Linked DNA regions of Sus scrofa: region 1 is linked to region 2. Evidence: chromatin contacts called from public HiChIP or PLAC-seq data. All regions are on one chromosome and are shown on one strand. Each heading gives the region's core, a stretch centred on a gene start, on an enhancer-like site or on the middle of the called end of the contact. The rest is flanking DNA. Distances are from core to core; before and after follow the strand shown.

What was found. HiChIP or PLAC-seq counts read pairs in DNA pulled down with a chosen protein or histone mark.
Region 1: an H3K27ac HiChIP or PLAC-seq map of alveolar macrophages shows a contact between it and region 2, with 6 times the contacts expected there. The contact joins two enhancer-like sites. A contact is called at or near these places in 1 of 47 Hi-C or Micro-C datasets (embryonic fibroblasts) and 2 of 2 datasets of contacts at active chromatin or transcription factors (alveolar macrophages and skeletal muscle).

Annotation. Positions count from the first base shown.
Region 1 is chr18:55,306,955-55,310,518 of Sscrofa11.1, reverse strand. All of the region lies in intron 2 of VPS41 (vacuolar protein sorting-associated protein 41 homolog), which reads right to left. Among named protein-coding and RNA genes, the nearest start is that of VPS41, 15 kb to the right of the region's middle. Within about 2 kb of position 1,653, at least 13 of the 83 cell types and tissues checked have an H3K27ac peak or open chromatin away from gene starts, as enhancers often do. A contact at or near this core is called in alveolar macrophages, where this site is marked.
Region 2 is chr18:54,743,663-54,747,352 of Sscrofa11.1, reverse strand. It overlaps POU6F2 (POU domain, class 6, transcription factor 2), which reads left to right. Exons shown (of 10, transcript XM_021079083.1): 10 at 1-2,520. Among named protein-coding and RNA genes, the nearest start is that of YAE1D1, 82 kb to the right of the region's middle. Within about 2 kb of position 2,197, at least 5 of the 83 cell types and tissues checked have an H3K27ac peak or open chromatin away from gene starts, as enhancers often do. A contact at or near this core is called in alveolar macrophages, where this site is marked.

The DNA.
Region 1 (3,564 bases), core at 404-2,903, 560 kb before region 2:
GTTTTCCAAAAATTACATTAAACCGAAGGAAAATTTTTTTCCTAGTTTGGAATCCATTCAAATATGCTCGTGGCATAGAAGGGCAAACATCCCACTTACATGCTTTGTTAAAACAATAACCTAAGTCCCCAGCTAGCGATTTTAATCTGAAAACTCAACATCCAATTACGCTTTGGTTCCCACCAGAAAGCACACACTGGCAGAATCTGACACCCCAAGGCACACAAAGCTCAGAAACCTGAGTCTTCCAGGAAAATCAGGCTCTCAGAGTAGCCTCCTGCGGCTGCTGGTATCGGTGGAGAGCATTTATTGCAGGGCCCTCTCAGACTTCGTCTCAGCATCAGGATGAACCCCCAAATCCAGCCAGGGCCTCAGAGAATGTATACTTCTGTGCACAGCAATGCCGCCACAGCAATGCCTGAGTGCCTCCGGGAATTGGCTGGTCTGTTGCTTCTCAGCACCCTTCATTCATCGAGTCCCCTGCTTAGCACTCCGGAGACAGCGGCAACAGGAAAACGGAAGCCATGTCCCCAGGGAGGGGTCCCAGAAGCAAGGCTGAACCTCAAGAAAGGTTATGATTCAGAAATAGTCAAGGATCTTCAAACATTCTTTAACTTCACACTCTCTTTGCAAGAATCTACCCTCAAACCCTGAAGTCTAAGCTATAAAAATGGTGCTCGCTCCTAAGATAAAGAAACAGACACAAAAAGACAAATATTACAGGATTCCGCTGATTGAGACAGAAAGGTGACTAGAGGTTAGCAGGTGCTGGGGGCAGGGCGAGATGCGAGTTACTCTTTCACGGCTTCAGGTCCACTTTGTGATGATGAAAAGTGCTGCAGATGGGGGGTGGTGATGGCTGCGTGACAACGAGAATGTACTTAATGCCAATGAATCGTTACACCGAAAAAGGGTTAAAATGGTAAATACCATATTTTACCACCAAAAAAAAAAAAAATTCTGCTGTTCTGCTTGAAGCAAAAACGAAGGGCTAGAAAGCACCCAGTGACACGAATGTATACTAGCTGGGCAAATTCTGGGCAACAGCCTGAAAGCTAAACTCAGCAATTGTTTGACTTTATCTTTCTTTTGCAAACTGGTCCCTTTTAACCTGATCTTCTCTCCAAACAGCTCTAACTAAGGCTCTCAGTGCCCTGACACGTGACCTCCTGAAGCAGCAGGAACATCTTCCTAAAACACACCTCTGACTGGTCACCGCGCCCCTTAAAGAACCCTCGGGAGTCAGGAGACGGCCGATTCCTCAGGAAGCTCATCCAAGCCCACCCCAAGCTGGTCCCCGGTGCAATTTTAGCCCCCACTCCCCACTCTCTGCACAAACCCCCACCAAGCCCCAGTCCCACCATTAGGGCCCCGCGACAGTGGCCTGGGAGAAGACTCCGCACCACCGGCCTCAGAGGCCAGGAGGGGTTAGGGGACAGTGGGCCCGGGAGGAGAAAGAGAAGCCGGGACCTCCCAGGCGGTGAAGTCCTTGCAGGGAAGACACACCGCTCGTCAAGGGAAACTAACAGATCGGGGCGGGGGAGCTGGAGCCTGAGGGAGGCCGGCTCCCAGCGCTGCAGGAAACAGGGCAGAGACCAGGCCCCCGGGACCCAGACCGGGCTGGGGACAGAGGGGAAACAGAGCACGCTGCGGCCGCCTCCCCCCTTCCCGACAAACTGTGGCCCCGCTGAGCCCAAGGGGGGGCGCCCAGGCAAAGGCTGGGGAAAGAGGAAGTGTTTTGTGTGAGATGGAGCTGACGTCCTGGGCACAGAGCCTCCATTTCAAAACGCTTCTGGGTCCCCGAAGACTGGGCTGGCTGAGGAGGAAAGATGACAGGTACCCGAGGAGCTGGCAGGAGCCCGAGACTCAGGTTCTCAGCCCTGTTCCACACACCAGGCTCAACCACAGCACTAGCTTTGATCTGCAAATGATGACAAGCCGCGAGGTCAGCCCCAGCTTGGTGCCCTAGTGCCCCAGGGCCCAATGTGACTGTGCCGCAGAGTCATCTAAACTGGGTTTGGGGAGCTGGCTGATACTTTGCTAAACCACTCCATCGCCAGCTTTTTTTTTTCTTTCTATTACGGTTTATCACAGGATACTGAATACAGTTCCCTGTGCTGTACAGGGGACTCTGTTGTTTATCCAGTCTACATATGCCTGTTTACACCTGCTAATCCCAGACGCCCCCTCCAACCCCCCCCCCCCCCCCGCAACCGCCAGTCTATTCTGTCTGGGAGCCTGTTTCTGTTTCGTGGATGTGTTTATCTGTGTCGTACTTTTAGATCCCACGATGAGTGACAGCCTACAATGTCTTTCTCACTCTGACTTACTTCACTGAGTAGCCACTCCATCTCAGATTCTAATTCAGTGGGCATAAATAAGAGACCAGAATCACAAGAATTCTAAAAAAAAAAAAGAAAGTAAGGAAAAAGAAAAGAAAATGGAAAGAAAAGAAACTCCACGAAGGACCAAGCTTCTGAAAGAACAAAGGTGACTGTGACTGAGCCATCACGAGTGGAGAACCTCATAAAACACAGAAGCCCTGATGTGATGGGCGCGCCCTCTCCAAGGTGGTAACTGGGGGCACCGGGGAGGCGAACTCTCATCAGCTAGTGTCACTGGCCTCCAGCCACCCAAAGAGCAGGAGGAGAGGAGAAACTCACAAGGTCATAAGCACATCCCTTGAGCTAACTTGTGCCATTTTCGTTTTACGACTGTAAACAGTGGGCCCTCTAAAAATTTCTCTGATCCTCTGCTTTTGCAACTTCTCCTCGGGAGTTTGTTCTCCCTTGCGTTTATCAGTAAAGTTGCTTTCAGAAGCTCTGTCCAGGCCAAGCTACATGAAAAGAGAACTGTGCACCCCAAGCCACGCCCAAGTTTGGATGATAAATCACAGTTCTATTTACAAGCCGACCACTGCAACCTAGCACTTAACACGCTCATTTCACACTCACAAGAGTCCTGGCGGGTAAAATCCCCAATCTACAGGAAAGAAAACTGCAGCACTTAAGGATGTGTCGATTTTTATTTTATACCCGGGGCACAATCGCAGTGGGGTATATACATGCTTATGAACGTCCCACTGGCTAATCCTTCCGTGCTCTACAATCCAGAGAGAATGTCCCTAATTTCAAAATTCCAAGTAGAAATTCTCCTCTCTGGTCAAGGAATAGATGGCCTGAGTGACCAAACCGTTCCAGGGACCAGGTCCCCTGCTGGTTGGCAGGAAAGATGAAAGGGTACCCAGGGAGCTGGCAGAGTAAGGAACATAGGAAATGTAACCTACCATTCACCAGACTTAATAATATTCAAACGTTTCAAGTTAAAATAACGACACAAATTCTACCGCATCTTGACGATTTGACATTTTCAATCCAGAAGGCTATTCTCCCCCTAAAAAATCCACTGAAACATATTGTTAAGCACCTGGTACCCACAAAGCACTGGCCGTGTGAGGAAAACAGACACGAGTAAACTGGAGGCCTCAGCAATCTGCAGGTGGGATAAGTCAGACGCAGGAACCAGACTTCAGGCCTCGTGTTGCTCATGAGCGAGGTGTGGACA
Region 2 (3,690 bases), core at 948-3,447:
ACTGGAAGTGCACCTGGGTTCTTGAGGGGACAGGAAGTTCTAACAAGAACGTGCCTCCACTGAAAGGAAAAGCACTGAAGTGGCTTATCAGACACAGAGGATAGCCTTCACTCTTAGAACTAGGGGATTACTGCACTTTTCAAAGTACCTTACTCCAGAGACCCGTGGGCCAAAATAACCTAATAAGCCAGGAAGAAAGGCAAAGATGCGAGGATGGCTGTGCAGGTAAACACTCGGCACCTGCCCTGGTCTTCTGCGCCGAGAGGCAAAAGGCGTTGCGTTACAGGAACAGGCAAGAGAGGATGGCAGTCTGCCTCCTGCTGAGATGCAAATACTCCGGAATAAGTAATTCATAATTAGTACTATCTAGAAGTAAATCGTGAGAGGAAACAAAACAAAACAAAACAACCTCGAGTTGCCCAAGTGATCAGAAACGCCATCGTTTTCCCCTAACACACTCCCTCCCAGTAGGGACCTGAGGTTCTTCTGCTGGCCCCTGTGCTGGTGGCGTCAGTGCAATGGTGTGACTGTCCCCACCCTTCGTCCCCTCCCCAGATGATTCATACAGGAATCAGGAGACAGACCACCAGCAAGGAGAGTCTAAAGTGAAATCCTGCAAGTCGAACCAGTTGCTTGCACAGGGGTTTCCATTTGGCCAGCCTGATGCCGACTGGACCACAGCCAACTTGACCTCCTGTGTCACCAACATCCCGGTACCCGCTTGGCCAGCTCAAAACAGCACAAACACCACCAACCCAGAAATCCGATAATGTACTGATTACACAGATTTTGTATTCTCCTAGGACCTTCTCCAAATTCCATCAAGAAAAGCTCCCCAAGAAGAGAAGTTAACAAGATAAAATGTGATGGATGCTAAATGTTTAAACACATGCCAGCAGCAGTTACATAAGGCCCGCTCAGTTCAGAGATCTATAATTGGGAGAGTATAACTAGAACAGTGAAAATATAAAACAAAAGTAATCTTCCAGAGTGGAATAAAATCACACCTTCATCCCACAGTCATAAAACCATTCACGTGCAGTGATTTTTTTTATAGTTTTATAATTTTGTATTGTTTTATAAATTATTTATAAGGTGTTGTAATGCTTCTTATATTAATTTTTTACAGATAAATTTTTTGCTACAAGGCATAAAAAGGTGCCTGAACAGATTCTTAGGAATATAAATTACACTGTGTAACTTGTAAGTCTTTGGGGCCACACCTACCGCCTCATTTACATTTCTTATTTCCACTTGTAAACAACTTCATATGCCAGCAGCATTTCAGTGTTTTTATGTTTCCATGAACTGAAGGTTAAGGTTGCCACTTACAAAAAATAAAAGCCGTGTCAGGCATAACATGATTGTATTTCAAGCTTCGATATTTTTCTTACATATCTTTAAATTATTGTCGTCTTCATCTTCTTCATTGCTTGATGAAAAAGAGAAAATGACTGATGTTATATTTTACACTTGTGGGTTCATTTTCTTTTTCGATCAAAAAAAAAAGCATTGTGAACAGTTAAGAGTTTTCATTGCATTGCAAGGTTTTTGGTTTCTTTATTTTGTAAATCACACGATACACATCCACACACACACACACTCACTCACTCATGCACACACTCCACAAAAGAGAGAACATAAAAACAAAAGGAGCTAGGGAAAAAAAAAAAACAAAAACAAGTAGAGGCGTATCAAAGAACTCAAGCTATAACCAAAAAGAAATTGTAAAATGCCTTTGCTCATCTTCTCTACGCTGGACCAAAGCTCAGTATTTGTAGGTATATGCACATTGTATAGCTATGGCTAAATGTTGCTGACAATCTTGCAATACTAAACTGTTACTATTTTAAGAAAAAAAAAAAAGAAATACAAACTGTTCATCAATGTTTTACCTCAGCACTCTACTTGTACCCAGTTAATGACCAAGCTTAAAAAAAAATGGAGAAAAAGGAAATTGAGTTTCATTTCAATGTTTGACTGTAAAATGTTTGGATAAGATTTTGTAATGAGCTTTTTGTCACGTGATTTGCTTGTCTTCAACTTGAAATTATGTGAGGCACATTTGTTTCTTTGTTGTTAAGGAAGTGATTTTGTTTTTTTGTTTGGTTTTTTTTGTCCTACGTGCTGTGATTCAGACTGGCCACCGGGTCACTGAGGAGGCACCACAAAGACAAGCTGCTTCTCTGTGCCCTGAGCAGCAGCAGGAAGGAGGGCGGGGAAACAGACTGGGTTGTTTTGAAAAAAGCATCATGACAACGGGTTGACATGATGGACTTGTGACCAAGAAGCCAAACTGGATATTTAAAAGCTCCTTACTTGCTCTGACATTGAAACCAAAGCTGATTTATCTGCACAGGTTGCTTAACGTTTTGAAAAAAAAAAAAAACTGACAAAACTGTACTTAATCTAGAGCAATATCTGTACGGTCAGTAAAGCTGCACTTTGTGTATTTCTTAACAGCTTCAGATCTGTCACTTTTAATTTGTACCATGAAAAATAAACAACTGTTTGACATGAGCTTCTAGGCGAAATGTGTCTTGAACTCAGACATTCTGGTTAAGTGGTGAGCATGTAAATGAGCATGTTCATTTGTGTTAAGAAAAGGAGGGTTCACGACAGACTGGTTAATACCATGATTATTTTAACTTTTCAAATACTAAGGGAATTAGGATTCCTTTGGTTGCAAGTTACAGAAATCCCAAGTCAAACTTGTTCAAACAAAGTCTTAAAAGTCTGGTTGGTGGGAGTTCCGTCAGTGGTTAATGAACCCGACTAGTATCCATGAGGACGCAGGTTCCATCCCTGGCCGTGCTCAGTGGGTTAAGGATCCAGTCTTGCCATGAGCTGTGGTGTAGGTCTAAGACATGGCTCGGATCTGGCGTGGCTGTGGCGTAGGCTGGTGGATACGGCTCCAATTTGACCCCTGGCCTGGGAACCTCCATGTGCCAAAGCTGCAGCCCTAAAAAGACACAAGAAAAAAAAACCTGGGTGATCTCTAGGTAATAAGAAACGTTTGCTACGGTTACTGCAAGTACAGAGATTGTGATTCTAATTTAAAAGACTTACTTCTTTTTTTTTCAGCAAGACGTTCCCACGTCCTTTGGAATGAGTAAATCACATAACATGAACTCCTTCCTCCTGCCCACAGGTAGCAGCACCGTCTAAATGCCAAAACTTTCCAGAACATGCAGTCACAGGCATGGCATGACTCAAGAGTAGCAAAAACAGTGAATTCCCGTTGTGGTCTGTGGTAACGAACTCAGCTAGTGTCCATAAGGACACGGGTTTGATCCTTGGCCCCGCTCCGTGGGTTAAGGATCCAGCATTGCCGAGAGCTGCAGTGTAACTTGCCAGTGCAGCTCGGATCTGGTGTTGCTGTGGCTGTGGTGTAGGCTGGCAGCTGCTGCTCCACTTAGACCCCTAGCCTGGGAATTTCCATTTGCAGCAGGTACAGCCATAAAAAAATAAAAATTAAAGAAAAGAATTTAAAAAATACAGATTCTACTGCCCTCATGGGTAGGGAAAGACAAAGCAGTCGTTTTCAAAGGTTTCCATCTAAGATACCCTAAAAATATTCTGGGCTAAGGTCTTGCCTAATATACCTATTATTATGAAATACGTTTGGCTTAGGAAACTCTGAAATGTCTTCTTTAAAAAAATAGCTATCATTTAAATTCAGTCATTCAG